Regions from separate parts of the Mus musculus genome. Here region 2 is linked to region 1. The links are chromatin contacts, called in public HiChIP or PLAC-seq maps. All regions are on one chromosome and are shown on one strand. The core of a region is the stretch at or near the end of the contact, and the rest is flanking DNA. Distances in the headings are between cores, read along the strand shown. Region 1 holds the start of Slc39a10 (solute carrier family 39 (zinc transporter), member 10). Region 2 has its middle 41 kb from the start of Slc39a10.

Region 1 (5,901 bases), core at 1,452-3,951:
ACTCTGAAGGGCATGTTGACGTGAATCTGAGGTAGCTCTACATCTTCTCTGCTTTGGCACCTGCCTCAGCAACCCTCAGAGGAAAGCCCTTCTCCTAGCAGTGCCTAGACCAGGGTGCAGCTATTTTAATGGAAGAGTCAGCTTCACAAAGGATGCTGAACTAAGTTTTTCACTCCCAGGTATGGAATACCACCGAGTCTCTAGAAATGATAACTGTTCAACTTAAAGCCTACATTCAGACCCTTGCTTACAGGAGCCTGACACCTTCCTTTCCCAGGTTTTAAATACCTGTTCTGGTGCTCAGTCCCTTGTATTTCACTCCATTTAATCTTCCTTCTTCTCTTAATGACTTTTCTAGGATGATCCAAATCTATTTGGTCATGTGAGAATCCGTGTTTAGATTCAAGTGTATTAAGGAGATTTTTTTTTTTTAGAAATCATTTATTATTACTAATCTTGATTCATGAAAAGAACAACTGGGTTTGAAAGGTCTGATTTCTTAGAATCTCTCCTGCCCTTTGTAGATTTCATTACCACCATAACTGTGTTGTGGATGGTGAGCACTTTCTCAAAATTAGAAGGGAAGCTGGGCCTCTGTCCTGGGCTTCCTTTAGTGACAGTTAAAGTTCAAGGTGGGGTGTGATTTGTATGCCCATTGTTATATTTGGCTCTTTCCTAATCCTTGGAAGAACTAAAAGATTCATTGGATTCACTATATTGCCTCATAGAAGTAAAACGGTTACCTTTAAATTTCAGATACAGATACATGAAATAATACCGTGACTGAAGCTTTTAGCACTTTAGTTGCCACAATCTGAAATTCTCGAAAATCTTGAAAGGACTGTGAGAGATTGAGGAGTATGGAGGAATCCCATTAACAGCTGTAGCTACTAACTGCTCTCCATGGTCATACTTCAGTGTTTAACCAAGTATTTAGATGTACCTGTGCAAACCAGGTGAACATTGGTTTTGTAAACAAATAGCCCCAAATCACTGCTCGAAACTTGACTCAAGGGCTCTAACTTATTTGAAAAATGTTTATAAATATATATATATATATATATATATATATATATATATATATATATATATATATTGACAATGTGTTTAATCAAATAATTAGAAGCCTTAAAATACCATGGCAAATTGGATATTTTAATGCTTTGTACCCAAAGGATCTACTGGTAAACTCTATACAACTTAAGTCATTACTTTTTGTGTAATCCCCAGCTTAATTCATGGGTCTGAGGACTGTGGTCACTCTGCTATCTTCTTCCACTAATGTTGAGGCCTGAGGACTTATCAGAATGTCTTCCTTTGACAGCAGAGAAAGAGGAGTAGAAGAAGCTCACTGTGGTTTTAGCCACTCATTAAGCACTCGAAAGATGTTCCGTGTACAGGTAGAAAACAAAAGGCAAAACAGCTTCTTTCATGGAGTTCAAGTCAGCGAGACAGGCCACGTAGCCATACCGAATAGGTTTGGCTTTCTATGCCCCTCCTCGGTTCTCTCAGGCAAGTTACTTATTTCCTATGACTTTATTTCCTGGGTAGTCATTCTTCAGTCTGTTAGGAATATTAAATTAATACACACGCAAAGCATGCTGGAGGTACCTGATACATAAAGCTGGCAATTACTACTGCTCAGAGTTATATGCACTCTGTTCATCCATAAAGCAAGGCCAGAATTCACTTTCACTAGTAAATACGCTCAGCTTGAATACAGAAACACAGGCATCTGGGCAGAATACAAATAAGCCTAGACATGAATTAAGAGTCAGGAAGCAGAGTAATGAATAATGAAGCAAAGAGTTTGCCGAGCCTCCTTTTAAGAAAATTGTGGGTTGTTAGTTGCTTAAGAGGGGAGGAGGCCATTGAGAATGGCGGTGTGAGCAAAGGGATCCAAGAACAGGCAGGATATAAGCATGAATGCACCGGTGTTGCTGGGCGGATGGGGGGGGGGGGGCTTGCCTTTGGGTGTAAAACTGTTCCAGTAAGAGAAGGTGGTGGGAAGTCCTTGGATGGGTACCCAAAGCTACCAGAACTACGTGACATTTTTAAACTCAACTCCTTTCTGTTTGGGAAGTCCCACTGTAAGTGCTCTTTAAATGGGGGTGCGGTGGGGGGAGTTATGCAAAACACTTTGCACATAGCACTAAAGTTTAGTTTTGCCCAGAGACTGGCACGGTCGCTGGGACAGAGGGGGCGGAGTTAATTTAATATAGATGTCTAACCCGTGTACAGATCAGCAATCCTAATTGATCACTCCGAAACTTCGGCCTAGGACGCTCGTTCTCCAGGCTTCTACGTCTCATCCGCTAGCCCAAGGCCTCAGCAACCGACGTGCGAGGCCAGGCGAGGCGACCAAGGCCGTTCCACGCATGCGTTAAAAGCCGCCCCAACTCCCCCCAATCCCCGAGGAGTCCTTTCTCAGAACAAAACTAGCGCGGAGCTACAGAGCTCCGCAATTTGCGTAGATCTAATTTCTTCCAGTTGCCGCCAGTCGGTGTAGCTCCCGCCGGTGCCGCCGCTCTCCTACGCCAGGCGCGTCCGCGAAGTGAATGGCTGAACGCTGCCGGTGCGCCGCCGGCGTAGCGCCGATCAGGCCGAGGTGCGGCTGCGCAGGGCGCCCGAGCGGGCCGGGTGCGCCGCCGGCGTAGCGCTGAGGCGGCCAGGGTGCGGCTGCGCAGGGAGCCGGAGCAGGCTGAGTGCGCCGTCGGCGTAGAGCGCCGGCTCTCGCGCTAGGCTCCGCGACGCAGATAGCGCAGGCGGCTTTGGAGAATACACGACTGGGTGCAGCCGGGGTTTGGTACCGAGCGGAGAGGAGATGCACACGGCACTCGAGTGTGAGGTAACTATAAAACCCCGATTTGTTTACATTCCCTCCCCCAGAACCGGCCCCGTGCGCGGCGGAGCCTGGGAGTCCCGGGACGGCTGGGGAGGCTGGGCGGCCGGGTTGGGGCTGGCACCGGGGCCTCTGGGTTGGGACGCGTGTGTTCGCAGCTGCTGCAGGCGGTGGCGGCGAGCAGGAGAGCGGCGCGTGAGGCTGGGGCCAGCCGAGTGTGCCGCGTCGGCGGTGGGGGACCCGCGCCCCACGGCCTGCTGCGGGGCCGCGGAGCGGGCAGCGCCGGTTGAGGGCTGCGCGGGCTTCCCGCGGCCGCCGTACGGGGGACCCGGGACCCGAGGCAGGTCCCAGGGGCTCGTCTGCGGGGGGTAACGGACGGCGGCCGCTCAGCTCCGGGCCAACCGAAAAGGCTCGGTGGGGCGCGCGGGAACTGCGTGTGGCGCAGCCCACGGGTCCCGGAGCCGGGTTGTGGGGCGACCGTGGTGCGGCCGCGGGCTTTGTTCCCGGCCACCGGGGTGTAGGGTGGCGTGGGCGCGGTTGGGAGCGGAGGGAAGTGGCCGGCCCACCGCGGGGTCCGCATCCGCTCCACGCTTCGCTCCTCCCTTGGGGGGGGGGGGGTCTTCGGAACTCTCCAGCCTGGCGAGGCGTCGGGTGGCGTGACGTGGAAGGGCTTCCTGCGGCTTCTGAGAAGACGCGTTCACGTGGGAGCCTGTCCACATGGGCCGAGTTTAAGGAGCTGGGCACGTGGAAGAAATCTCACCGCAGGACGCCCCGCCACCGATTTGGAAGGGTCCTTCACCCCAGTGTCTGCTCCAAGTGACACAAAGCATGAGTTAAAAGACAGTACAACCCACCGTCTCCTAGAAACTTATTTATGTCTCCGTTAAGTGCGGTAACTAGCGGGTGACAGGTTTCTTGTATGTTTTCTTTTTGGATGTGTATCTAATGGTAATTAAGAAAAAGTAATACAAGAGCTGGAGGCTTAGAATTGTTAACAGTGCTATTGGGAAGCCTAAACAAAGCAGAACTTCTGTGTACAGAGTAATGTTAGGATTCCCGTAATCTACAAGTATTTGAGTACCTTGTGAGTCATTTCTCCTGGACCTTGGGAGTCCATCCCACACACCCCTCTTCCTATGTGCATTGGACATTACAGTAGGATGAAAGACACATCAGTGATAAAGTGATAAATGCTGTGAAGGAAATAAAATGTGCTGGTGGGCATTTTTAGCATTTGGTGTTTTCTAGAATAAGGGTCTTGGATTGTGACTATAGATTATTAAGGGTACATAAAGTTACATTGAAAGAGTTAATGGGAAACTATTTGGCTTTGATGGAGTAAGCCATACTTGAATAAAGCATTAAATATCAACGGTACTGGCCTGCCTAATAATGACTAACTTCAAACTAGCAAGAACTAAAAATTATACTTAAAGGATTTAAGTGTTTTGTATTACTGTAATTTTGGCCTGTATTCAGGAAGTTACATCCTCACCGAAAAGTAACTGAATTTCAGTGGTTTTAATCTCTCCCCAAATTGACAAAACTGAATTCTATCAACTAAGCGTGGTTAGGAACCCATGCGCAAGAATGAATGGTTTTGGTGCTACTTTAAAAGAGGTGGCAAAGACGATTTCTCAGGTGATACCTGAAGGCACAGATCTATAAACCCAGCTACTTTGGGAGCAGGGGTGGGAGGAGACTGAGGAAGGAAGCTGGCAAGTTAGAGTCCTGGAGCTTGTCTTAAAAGTTAAGTAAAAGAGCTGAGTGGTAGGAAACTTGCCCAGGGTTTGCACAAATCTACACTTAATTGTTAGTACTGCAAATAATGTATGCCTGTATGGATATGTATCATGAGCTATGCAGGTGAATACCCTTTATCTGAAATGTTCAGGACCAGAAGTGTTTTCAGCTTTTGTTTGTGAATTAGGAGATATTTGGATATATTAAATAATGGAGTGTTTCTTGGGCTAGGGCCCAATTCTGAACATAAATTGAACTTTTACTTTGTATAAGCCAGGGTACTTACACTGAAGGACATTTTACAACCTTTTTTCTAAAGTTAGAGTTTGCCTGAGACCTGTCCAGACAAAGTTGGAGCATGTTAGTTCCCAGAACATTGTAAATTCCGTAGCATTTCAGATTTCATTACAAGGTGCTACCTGGATTAGGTCTTCCTTTTACAGCCTCTAGTCCCCTGAGATAGCTTGTAAACTACCACCCTCATCCCACTTTTTTGTCCAGACTTTTGTTTTTTCTTGATGCTTTCCCTATGTAGCTCTTGTGTGTCTGGAACTCAGGATCCACTTTCCTCAGTCCTTGGAGTCACCTTTGGCTCTGCCAGATTTTCAACCCTGGTTTGAATTACTTTGAGGAGGCCTAATGTTTAGCATGCAAGCATTGCTCTAGGAAACCTAAGCGATATATGGAGAAGATAGGGGTGTGTGTGTGTGTGTGTGTGTGTGTGTGTGTGTGTGTGTGTGTGTGTGTGTGTATTTTTTCCTCCCCAAGGGAAATTGTTCAATAGCTGAGCTGAACATTTGTTCTTAATTAAAGAAATTTATATTACATTCCTCTTGGCTCTGCAGAACCCTGGGTATTGAGCAGTATTGGGATGAATTTAGGGATTTGGAGTGAGGTTAAAGATTCAAAAACTGGATATACTATTAACTAATTTGGTTACCTTTGCAGGTTGCTTTAGCCTGGAAGTATTATAAAACCTATTCAGGAGTTTAATACGGCCTTTAATGATGATGAACCAGATAGTTGTTCTAACCCTTTCTACATTCAAACGTTTCTGTAATGATTGAATTTACTCTTTTGTTTTGCCTGATAATTGATTACCCTAGGATGATACTTAATGCTTCTACTCCTTGGGCCTTTGAGAGAATACATCTTTTAAATCTGTAGCTCATATGTAATAGCTGATAACTGTACATTTGCCTTTTTACCACTTTTATTCTGTACTTACCTGTGTATGTTTTGGTTTCTTTACAAAGCCAGATTTCTGAAGCCTATACCCCACAGCTTTTTGTCACAAAGCATCCCTGTGCTATGAC
Region 2 (5,901 bases), core at 2,150-4,649, 41 kb before region 1:
GCTAGCTTCTTCTATATCAAAGGTTGACCCTGAATTCATGGGGGACTTTTGGGATAGCATTGGAAATGTAAATGAGGAAAATACCTAATAAATTTTTTTTTTTAAAAAGGACTGAGCTAGGTTCTTTCAGTAGAAGAAAATGAAGCAGAATCTTTTTTTTTTTAAATTAGGTATTTATTTCAGTTACATTTTCAATGCTATCCCAAAAGTCCCCCACACGCTCCCCCACCCACTCCCCCACACTCCCACTCCCACTTCTTGGCCCTGGCGTTCCCCTGTACTGAGGCATATAAAGTTTGCACGACCAAAGGGCCTCTCTTTCCACTGATGGCCGACTAGGCCATCTTCTGATACATATTCAGCTAAAGACACGAGCTCCAGGGGTTACTGGTTAGTTCATATTGTTGTTCCACCTATAGGGTTGCAGATCCCTTTAGCTCCTTGGTTACTTTCTCTAGCTCCTCCATTGGGGGCCCTGTAATCCATCCAATAGCTGACTGTGAGCATCCACTTCTGTGTTTGCTAGATCCCAGCATAGTCTCACAAGAGACAGCTATATCTGGGTCCTTTCAGCAAAATCTTGCTAGTGTATGCAATGGTGTCAGCGTTTGGAAGCTGATTATGGGATGGATCCCTGGATATGGCAGTCTCTAGATGGTCCATCCTTTCGTCTCAGCTCCAAACTTTGTCTCTGTAACTCCTTCCATGGGTGTTTTGTTCCCAATTCTAAGAAGGGGCAAAGTGACCACACTTTGGTCTTCGTTCTTCTTTGAGTTTCATGTGTTTTGCAAATTGTATCTTATACCTTGGGTATTCTAAGTTTCTGTGCTAATATCCACTTATCAGTGAGTACATATTATGTGAGTTCTTTTGTGATTGGGTTACCTCACTCAAGATGATGCCCTCCAGGTCCATCCATTTGGCTAGGAATTTCATAAATTCATTCTTTTTAATAGCTGAGTAGTACTCCATTGTGTAAATGTACCACATTTTCTGTATCCATTCCTCTGTTGAGGGGCATCTGGGTTCTTTCCAGCTTCTGGCTATTATAAATAAGGCTGCTATGAACATAGTGGAGCATGTGTCCTTCTTACCAGTTGGGGCATCTTCTGGATATATGCCCAGGAGAGGTATTGCTGGATCCTCCGGTAGTACTATGTCTAATTATCTCGCTACAGTGGCAGATGACAGGCTGCTCAGGATCTGGGCTCTGGAACTGAAGGCTCTGGTTGCCTTTGCTCCGATAATCAATGGTCTTTGCTGCAAGTTCTTCCCACACGGTGGAATTATTGCCAAGGGGACGAGAGATGGCCATGTCTAGTTCTGGACAGCTCCCCGGGTCCTGTCCTCACTGAAGCACTTATTCAGGAAAGCCCTCCGAAGTTTCCTGACAACGTATCAAGTCCTAGCACTGCCAATCGCCAAGAAGATGAAAGAGTTCCTCACATACAGGACTTTCTAGCAGTGCCGGCTCCCCCACCTCCTGCAGCAGCAGCAGTACAAGGGACTGGCTAGGATGGAGTCAGGCAGCTCACACTGGACCAGTGTGGACCTTCCTTCCTCTCATGGCATGTGCAAGTAGGTCTGCGTGACCCCACTTCTGTGGTGCCGGCCTTACCTTGTCTTCATCCGTGGTGAGCAGCCTTCGTCAGTCTGGTTGTGCTGAAGCCAAGTGCAGTTGTGGATGTTGTTGGGGTAATAAAGGCAAGCGGGCTCCAGAGCCTCTCTGGTGGCGGCCAAGCCACACTCCCTTAACTGGGAAGTACCTGTCGTCCCCCAAAGAAGCAGAATCCTAATGAGAAAATATGACAAAATAAAAAATCCCTACGAATGAAGTGTTTGATGATTATTTAAATGAAGGAAGACTTTATAGCTGGTAGAAAAGATATGTGAGTAGCTGTTGTAGGATAGGACCTTTTGTTTGTTTGTTTGTTTGTTTGTTTGCTTTATTGAGACAGGGTTTCTCTGTGTAGCCCTGGCTGTCCTGGAACTCACTCTGTAGACCAGGTTGGCCTTGAACTAAGAGATCTGCCTGCCTCTGCGTCCCGAGTGCTGGGATTAAAGGTGTGTGCCACCACTGCCCTGTAAAAAAAATTTAATAATATTTAAAATTCACAAATAGTAAATATATGGAATAAATCATATTTTGACATGTACATATTATGAAGTAATTAAATCAAGCTAATTAATTCACTGTTTTAATATTTGGGTTTTGTACAGGAAGTCTGTTAACTATACCTGGGAGCAACTTTGAAGTATGCAACAGATTATTATTTATTATAGTTACTATACATTCCAGGAGATTAGTAAAGTGTATTACTCCAGTGTATTTGAGACAGTCTTTCTAGGTTGCCCTGGCTATTCTGGAACTTTCTCTGTAGACCAGGCCAGCCTTGAGCTATCTACCTCCTTGAGCTGCGATTAAAGTCATGCCTACCATGCCTGGTTACAACTGTATGACCTGATGAACAGCTATACTTCTCCCAATAACTCCTTCCTTAGCATCTGCTCACTGTCATTCTACTGTTAGCAATGAGTCTCCTCGGCTCCATATGGAAGTAGGCTCCATAGCATTTGTTGTTCTGTACTTGGCTTATTTTACTTCGCATAGTGTTCTCCGGGTTCATGCATGTTGTCATAGATGATAAGATTCCCATTTTTAAGCTGGATAATTTTCCAATGTAAATACTATTATGACATTGTGACATTTCCTTTATTTATTCATCTCAGGTGAATACTTAGCTTGGCTCCACCCATGTTTTGGCTTTTGCAAATGTGTCAAGTCACTTTTCTGTAATTGTGTTGAAATACTATTGTAGGTGCTATTTTTGGAGGAGGGGAAGAGGCGGTCTACTTTATTGGGTTCTTATATCTACCACACTTCTAACACTTATTCTACCCTAATCCCTTCTAATCCCCAACACTAGAAAAGAGAAAAAGATGACTAGAAGTCTCTTTAGACTACTTCTTGCTGACTAGTAGCATCCAGTTTTGTTTTGTTTTGAGAATATCACCAACCAGCAAACATAGCGAACGCAGCATCAGAATGAGCAGCAGCAGGGACAGCAGCAGCAGGGACAGCAGCAGCCATCACAGGCACTCTAAGGGTCTCCAATTTATACCCTCTCAAGGGTCCCCAGAATTCCAAACATAAACATCTGCAGCTGGCAAAAATCACACCCCTCCTGGAGCATGAAACAATCAGTTAGTGGCTGTGGATAACCGGAAGCAGCCCCACATCCCACACCTGGGAATAAAACAAAAGCACATTCACATAACATAACTGGGTTTTTAAGGAAGCCAAAATTCTCACTACAGACCACGATCAGAAGCGACTCACAGAACAGGTTATTTTGGCTTCCGATGATTGTGGGGGAGGCACAACAGCATGTAGATGAAGAGGAAGTTGAGAGATCAAGCCTCAGAGTCAAATACAAGAAGAAAGAACCAACAGGAAGTAGGGTGAGGCTATAAACTCTCAAAGCCAACCAGCAGAGAAGTGCTTTTTCCAGCTAGGCTCTGTCACTTCCCAAAGAAACCTGTGACAAAGGTGGCTATTAGCATACCAGAAGTGCCTGCTTGGCCTCCAGGTTCACTCGGTATCTGTTTCTCCAATCAGCACTTCTCACCTTCCCCCACCTCCACCTACCCCTCCGCACCTCCACCCCACCCCCACCCCTCCCCCACCCTCTCCCTAAATTTGTCCAGCCCAAGAGACTTTGGATCCCTTCCCTCCGCTTCTCATGCCTACATAAACCAGCTATTTTGGCCTCACTGAACTCTCTTGGTTCTCTCCTCCCTCTCCTCCCTCTCCCCCTCCCCCTCCTTCTCTTCATACCCTCCTCTCCTCTCCTCTCCTCTCCTCTTCTTTTCCTCTCTTGCTCTCTCTCTCCACCTCTCTTTCCTCTCATAGCCCAGTTAAGTTTTGACTCTTCTAGATGTCTCTGGCTGTTTTCTCTCTCTCTTCTCTCGTTCTCTGTTTTCTTTTGTTTGAATCCCCACACTGCTCTCCATCATGGAGGGACTAATTGACACTCCCACCATCTGTGCAGGAGTTTTCATTTCTTCCTCTTGCCACTAAAGATGAAGTGTTGGTCTCCTCTCATCTTTTTAATACTATCTATTCATTCCAACTGGTTTTAGTTTTTAGTGTCTATGGTTTCAATTTATAGTTTCCTGAAGACTAATACTAAACAATACTTTTCACACATACCTGTTACTAGATATGGATATTATTTTGAGAAATGTCTGTTAAAGTCTTTTAACTTTGCATCAGATTAGATCATTCCTCTGAGTCGTTAGAATTAGAAGGTGCGATCTATTAGCATTTTACTCAAGATTCTTCAAGGGCTATGGCCACGAAAGAGGCTTTTACAATTAAGCCCTCTGGGGCCAGGGGATTAATTCTATTCCATCTCTTTTATTATTCCTTCTTCTTAAAAAGAAGAAACTGATAAATGGTCAAATCCTTTGTTTTTAAATGTAAACTATTTTTACCCAACTCTGCAAATCATACAAAATATTATTTTCAAATTGAAAGCATAAGTCACTCTGTTGGAAACTATATAAAACTTGCAAGATTTTAAAAGCATAATTCACAATTTAAAAGGAACCGCTGGAGAAGGGCCATAAAAGAGGGAAGGTCAGAATGTGGGTGCTTCTAGTTTACAACAATCAGGGCACTGTAAAAGGACAAGTCCAGGAGTCCTTGTTTTATTTATTTAACTACACTCTCTCCTGAAACTTTTGGATGCAAGTGCAGAAATAAAGGTATTTATGAAGTCAGACTTGTAATTGCCAGAAAGTAATAACAAATGCCAACTTGGTCCTTACTACCTGTATAAGTCCTAAGGGAAAGATGAGCTCATGGATGCATGTATATATAGATCATTACTAGGCTGAATTAAAATACATTAAATATGGAAGTCGGAAATAAAGCCTGAAAATTATCCAGCATAAAAAGAACAGTAAGAACAACTTGGAGGTTTAAAAAGAAGAGACCCTAGGATGCTTGCTTCGTGGGTAAGGTTACTAAGCATTGGTCAAGAGAAGAACCTTATGCAAACCCTGGCAACTGGCTGGTTGAAAGCGGTGCAAATTTAGGTGGAGGGATTTGCTTTAATCTTCTACTTGTGTCTGTCTAGTCCCCAGGTCCAAGAGACTTCTGTAACTGACACCTGAGCTGGAGTGAGCTGAAATAGGGGCAAACAGCCTAGAGCATCTACTGAGACTTTCTTTAAAAAGGGTAAGTTTTCCTTGTTTTTCATTTGTTGTGCAGTTAAGTAGTTTAGCAAAGCATATGCTGTGGTTTAAGCAGTTGAACATTTTACTATTTTACTTCTGAGTAACAGTGCCTTTAGTCATACATAGATTAATACAAATGATAGACAAGTTCCTCCCCTTACATACCCCAGAAGTGTCATACTCTAGAGTAGCAGCAAGCAAACTTGGGGTGTATTAATGTATTGGCATCACCACAGGATGAGTACCAAGAAGAAAACCTTAATGACTTTAAAATAGAAGTAGTTACCAATCACACACAAACAGATTCACACAAAATCAGTTCATACAGAAACATATATTCTCAAAATGAGAATTAGAGTTGGTAGGAGCTGAGACAATGTAAACAGGAAGGAAAACTGTGTGCAAAGTCTGTGATTCATAAACCAAAATGTGGGCAATGGATTGCCTACAAGAGTCAGTAGAACACTGTTCTTTAAAATAATTCAAAATTATTGAAAAGGATTGCCTTAAAAATCATCCAACATGTATGTTCCTTTAGTCATGAAATCATTACTTTTAATGATACCCAAGGTAAAGGAGATCCCAAGAGTGAACTGTAGGGGGGATGGAGAGGAAGGAGGGAGGTTTAGAGTTCAGAGAAAGGCATTAAGAAGCTGT

The links. HiChIP or PLAC-seq counts read pairs in DNA pulled down with a chosen protein or histone mark.
Region 2: an H3K27ac HiChIP or PLAC-seq map of embryonic stem cells shows a contact between it and region 1, with 39 read pairs. The contact joins the enhancer-like site here to the promoter of Slc39a10 in region 1. A contact is called at or near these places in 9 of 39 promoter capture datasets (the C10 cell line, embryonic stem cells, hematopoietic stem and progenitor cells and 4 more), 2 of 15 datasets of contacts at CTCF or cohesin (CD8 T cells and the NIH/3T3 cell line), 57 of 484 Hi-C or Micro-C datasets (the 63-12 cell line, 8-cell embryo, the AML12 cell line and 36 more), 22 of 115 datasets of contacts at active chromatin or transcription factors (CD8 T cells, DN3 thymocytes, the HPC-7 cell line and 13 more) and 3 of 9 other capture datasets (adipose tissue, liver and pancreatic islet).

Annotation. Positions count from the first base shown.
Region 1 is chr1:46,850,418-46,856,318 of GRCm38.p6, reverse strand. Slc39a10 (solute carrier family 39 (zinc transporter), member 10) reads left to right here and starts at 2,701. Exons shown (of 10, transcript NM_172653.3): 1 at 2,701-2,848.
Region 2 is chr1:46,892,144-46,898,044 of GRCm38.p6, reverse strand. It overlaps a transcript of Slc39a10 not described here. Among named protein-coding and RNA genes, the nearest start is that of Slc39a10, 41 kb to the right of the region's middle. Within about 2 kb of position 3,399, at least 84 of the 459 cell types and tissues checked have an H3K27ac peak or open chromatin away from gene starts, as enhancers often do. A contact at or near this core is called in the 63-12 cell line, B cells, CD4 single positive thymocytes and 20 more, where this site is marked.